Regions from separate parts of the Mus musculus genome. Here region 1 is linked to region 2. Evidence: chromatin contacts called from public Hi-C data. All regions are on one chromosome and are shown on one strand. The core of a region is the stretch at or near the end of the contact, and the rest is flanking DNA. Distances in the headings are between cores, read along the strand shown. Region 1 holds the start of C130026L21Rik (RIKEN cDNA C130026L21 gene). Region 2 has its middle 22 kb from the start of Gm36223.

Region 1 (2,700 bases), core at 147-2,646, 50 kb before region 2:
GTAGGAGATGCAAGAGCATGAGTTAGTTTTTTGGTTTTTGTTTTGTTTTGTTTTTTGAGAGAGAGAGAGAGATCTGTATGACTGACTTTGACGTTTCTGCCTCTGGCAGCCATTTATTGTCTTGTGAGGTAGACAATCGTCCAACTGTCAACAAACACACATCATCAACATCACAGCTACACATCATCATCTTCGCTGCACGTGCCAGAATTCCCATGGAGAGGCTGGGAGCTCCCCCAGCTCTGAGTACCCACCACACAGGGGCAGACAATCCTCCAGTGTCCCAGATAGAGAATCTGGTGAGCTGAATGACTGGCCCCATGAGAAACTGAGACAGAAGGAAGAATCTAGAGCCTGTGGGAAGCCAGTGGGGCAAGCCACTGTTTTTTGTCCAGAGCCTCAGTTTTCCCTCTGTAGAATGGGTGTCCACCCTGATCCTGTCTTACCGAATATGATGTCCTGGTGCCATTTCCAGTAGCCCTCCTCTGGTGTCACTGCAGCTCCCTGAAGATCCTATGGGGGAACCAAATTTCTGCCTATTGGACACAGAGTAAGGCAGATAGACACAAGATACGGTTGACTTGTGAGGCCAGATATCAGAAGAACCATCCCAGCCTCTGCCTCCCTCTTCTGGGTAGCTGCAGCCACTTCAGGACCCACCAGAGACGGATGCAGAGGCCTCCACCCACAGAAACTGCACGAGCTAATACCGAGTTATCGCTGCTTCCCGGTAACGAGTCTCAAGTCTCGGGGCTGTTTGTTTCACAGTTACAGACAGCTGACACACAGAGAGAAATGGATAGAAACACACCAAAATACGATCATCAATCCTTGGTATTTACTGTTCCTGGGTGCCAGCCAGACTCTGCTCATGATTTCTGCTCATTCCCTGGGTACACACCAACATAGAGTTGCTTCACAGATGAGCAAAGTGTGCCCAGAAACAGGGAGCTACTTGCCCAAGGGCACACAGCCTGATAGGGATGTTAGCAGGTCTATCAGTCTCTGAATTGCAGCACACTCTGCATTCCAAGCGAGGATATGGACTCCCCGCCACCACCACCCCCGCCCCCGCATTAGTGTTACCTTCTAATGGGGTGTTTTTCCCTGTGGGGAAGACATAAATGTCCGTGTGTCGGCAATCCTTCGGGGCAAGTCAGCAGAGACCTCAGCATCAGGGACTTCTCGGATGGTAGCAGGGAGCCACGTGCTGGAGAAAAGCCCAGACCCTGGAGGGAATCTCAGGAACTTAGCAAGGATGGCTGGGCTGCTGTCTGCCGGAGCCGCAGGGGTTAAAGAGAAAGGCTGGTTTGAAGAAATTCTCTAAGCTGGTGTTAGATCAGGAGGAGAAGGCAAAACGCTTGTAAATTCCACCCGGGGAATTGGGCCCCGAATCGGCTCACCTTTCGTGGACACCCCCGCAGCCCCCGCCCCGCCTGAGAGGACAGCTGACCTTTGGAGGGAAATAATGAAAAGAAGAAATTCCTTGGAGAAAATAATGTGTCCGGGCCTCAGTAATGAGATCGGCTCCTTTCATGTTGCCATGGCGACGGCAGTCATCTTATAATACAAACCCATGAATGGTCCGGGCGGGCAGCCTCACAGCCGAGGGGCCAGGGAGGGGGTTAGCCTCTTGCAGGCTGGGGTCAGGGGCCACCGGGCCTCATTTCCCCGAGATGCAGCCTGGCTCCGGGGTCTCCGGGGCTGGGGGCTTGGGCCTAGCTGACAGTTGCACCACAGCCCTGGGTTCACGGGAACTTTGCAGCCTGATGCTGGCGGCACCTTCTTGGCTAAGCAGCCGCTGCAACCCACATGCGGGGTTACTCTGCAGCTGCTGCCTAAGGGAGACACGGGAGCTTCACTGTCAGATCAGGAAACTGAGGCACAGGTCGCAAAATGAGCTCCTCCTGGTTCAGTTCTTAGGCCACAGCTATGTGTGGTCCAGACCACTGTTGGGCCGGGACCTCTCGGCAGCAGGGAAGTGGTTAGAGGCTGAAAAGATGCTCCTCTCAGACTGACAGGACTATGGAGGACCACCTGTGTGTGAAAACACACTGGGCTGGGCTAGCCTGGTGGCAGAGCACCATGTGACACTCATAAAACCCTGGGTTCCATCGCCCAGAGCCTCCCTATGATTGACATCTGACAAGTTACAGCTGCCGTTTGTCAGTGGAATGGGGCTGGAGAGCTCAGTGGTCACATAGATTTTTTTTTTTCTTGCAAGCATGAGAAGGCAGAATGGATGCCCAGAACCCAGGCAGGACCCAACGCAAGAACAAGGATTTGCCAGCCCAGGGATCTTGCCCAGTGATGGGAGGCAGAGACAGGAGGGTCCCTGGAAGTTCTATGGCCAGCTAGCTAGAGTACACACAGCACATAAGAGGACCTGTTAAAATAAGGTTGAGGGTGAGGATTGAGACCTGAGGTTGTCCACTGATCTCCACACCTATGCCACAGCACACTTACACACGTGAACACACACATCACACTCATATACATACATACATACATACATACATACATACATGTACGCAAATGTTTAAAGTGTGTGCATGTATGTAACAGCAGGAAGGATGGTGCACAGGGAAAAGTCTCTGTTAGAACTAAACCAAAGTACAGTGTAAGCCTCAGCAGCGTGGTGCCCACACCCCTGCGCTGCCCTGCACTTTGCGTGGGCGGTGCTCTTCCTTTAGGGTTGAG
Region 2 (2,700 bases), core at 201-2,700:
AACTGATGAGGACAGGGCCTGACCCATCCCACAGACAGGGACATCGAGGCTTGGAGAGGCTGGCACCATAGCCCTGCTCTTCCCCAGGTCCCAGGACAATAAGCTATTTCTGTTCCAAAAGCTGTCCCAGGCCTGGCCGGTGCCGCGCCAAGCCACCATTAATCAGAAATGGCGATACATCATGCTGCCAACAGGCAGGATGGTGGTAGGCGCCTGTGTGTGCCAGGCTCCACTCCAAGCACAGCACAGATTTCACCATCAACCTGTTTTTGCCCTCCAGAACACACAGAGAACAGGGCTGTGCCCATTAGACAGAAGAGATTTGGTCATCACGCTCCTGGGAGACAGACAGAAGACTTGAAGTTCAGCAATCCCCCTGCCTCTGCAAGCCCCATCTATCCTAACACTGTACCCCGTGGCTGTGATCTGAGGATGACAAGATCCGAGACATCCTTGGGCAGCTTCACACTGAGATAGAAATAAACCCAAATGAACTATGAAATGGGGCCATAAATAAAGCCTGGAATTGAATTCTACCCTGAGTTGGCTTGGCTGTAGCCTCCCCTGGGGTCATTGGCCTTCCTGAACCTCAGTTTACCCTTCTGAGAAATTGGAGCCCATCTTCTCACCCTATATGCTCCCCCAAACAACATCATCATCATCAACAACAACAAAACGATTCTCTCTGTGGTCAGATTTGGAATCTGGAGCCCAGAAGACAGGCAAGGCTGGGGTTGAATGAGCACTTAGAAACTGTCCCAGTTCAAAGGACAGTTAAAAGGGCAGAGGGCTCTCTGCCTCCCACACAACTTTTCTCAAGAACGGAAATCAGGAGAGCATGAATCCAGGGTGTGACCTGTAACAGCTGTGCAGCCTTGAGCTAGTAACCAAACCTCTCTGAACCTGCCTCTTCTCAGCCTCAGAGTAGGAGGACAGCCACAACCAGGGTTGTGAGAAGCCAGTAGAGGGTTCCTGTAGGGTTCCTTTGTAAGAAGGCACCAGCAGCTCAGGTGACAGCAAGGACCAAATAAGCATGATCCCCACCGCCCACACCACTTCCTTGCTCACTTGCACAATGGTTGAGCAGAAGCAATCCCACTGTTCCATGTCACCCATAAGTCTGAGAAAGAGCCAATATGGGGGTCGAAGTAGGGTCCCCCGGGACGTGAGGCAAGGGAAAGTGCAGGGCTGATGCTGGCGGACCAATGGAAAGAGGACTAGTGAGCACACACTGAGAAGAAAGGCCAAGTGAAGGAGCCACGCAAGGGAGCGCATGCAGCTGCAGCCCATGTGGGAAGGGAAGCTCTTCCCTGCAAGGCTTGCAGGAGTGAGTGAGCGTTTTTCTCTGCCCGTCCCATTAATCTGTTTGCTGTGTCCTGTTCCCGCCCTCCCACCTCCTGTGCCTGTTCATCCCGGGCTCACTCCCTCTCCTGAGGGCTCCACGGGTCATTAAAACCGAAACAAGTCCGGCTCTGATGGTTAAACCAGATGCCAGGCGCGTCCTGCCGGCCCCTCTCGGGGTCAGACCGTGGGGGGCCTAGGTTCCCAAGGGGGACGGGCCAGACGAGGGGAAACCCAACCCGAGACACATGGAGATCATTTGCCAGAAGAATGGGATCCGTGACCAGCTCCAGCAGAGGGCAAGGAGGGAGAGAGGGGGTAAGGGCATTGGGGCCAGGCCAAACTGGGCGCCACCCTGTGCTGAGACTGGCTCAGCCCAGTGCAGACTCCTTCCCTCCCCCATCTCACCAAACTCGGCCAGGCCTCCAGGCCCTCCGGCCCCCCTGTGTCCTCTCCAGTGTGCCAAGGACTGAAAGAAAGCATTCGCAGCCTCTGACCCCCTGAGCAGCTCGGGCCCTCAACAGATAGCTGATACATAGAAGATGAAAACCAAGGCTCAGAGAGGTCATGTGATTTTCCAAAAGACACACAGCAAATCAGTCAGGATTTTCCCAGAAGGCTCTGGGTAGCGTGTTCACTAAGAAGGGATGGAGTGACCTGGTCACTATTTGACAAACCTTTCACACTGTACCTTCATGCCCCCTGAGATACGTCTCCCGCCCATGGCTGGCCCCCATTTGCTTGTCCATTTCTTTAATAACAGTTGTGTTCAATACAACTCAGGTCCCATACGTTTACCTGCACAAGCTGGATGGTGGTTCTGATACATTGTATCATTTGTTTTAACTTTTGGTAAATTATAACATTTGTCATTTGAAATTCCCCTCACTGTTTAGCCCAGCCTGACCTTAGACTCTCAGCAATCCTCCTGACTCAGCCTTTACATCTGATAGTTTTGAGCTTATTTGGTGACATCTGAGTGGCACCAATTCATTCCTGACAGCACCCAGCTCTCACCTTCAAGTGTCTCACACTAGTCTCCTGCCTCCCATGTACCAAGTTCTGATTCTCTTTTTCCCTCTGTGGTTGCTTCAGGCTCCACTTTCTTGTCCATGAACCTGCAGCCGATGGGTACCAAGTAACTGAACCTTCCAACTGTCACGACCATTTGCAACCTTGTTACCCCTCTGGAGGGAAACCATGAGGTCATAGGATGAATCTATAATGGGTGTCCTCACCATCCCTGAACCATAGCTCAGCCTGCACAAGGTGGTGGGGAACCAGCCCCCATCATCTCTTGCTTGGACACCTCACTGCCCCACTGCCTCTGCCTCAGCTCTTCCACTGGCTCATCCCAGC

The links. A called contact is a pair of places that touch in the nucleus more often than the background predicts.
Region 1: a contact with region 2 is called in a Hi-C map of uterus. The contact joins the promoter of C130026L21Rik here to the enhancer-like site in region 2. A contact is called at or near these places in 5 of 39 promoter capture datasets (the 3T3-L1 cell line, frontonasal cranial neural crest, hippocampal neurons and 2 more), 1 of 15 datasets of contacts at CTCF or cohesin (the NIH/3T3 cell line) and 3 of 484 Hi-C or Micro-C datasets (forebrain neurons and uterus).

Annotation. Positions count from the first base shown.
Region 1 is chr5:111,580,257-111,582,956 of GRCm38.p6, reverse strand. C130026L21Rik (RIKEN cDNA C130026L21 gene) reads right to left here and starts at 1,396. Exons shown (of 4, transcript NR_015546.2): 1 at 1,087-1,396; 2 at 661-778; 3 at 447-536.
Region 2 is chr5:111,530,056-111,532,755 of GRCm38.p6, reverse strand. No RefSeq gene overlaps it. Among named protein-coding and RNA genes, the nearest start is that of Gm36223, 22 kb to the right of the region's middle. Within about 2 kb of position 1,450, at least 60 of the 459 cell types and tissues checked have an H3K27ac peak or open chromatin away from gene starts, as enhancers often do. A contact at or near this core is called in uterus, where this site is marked.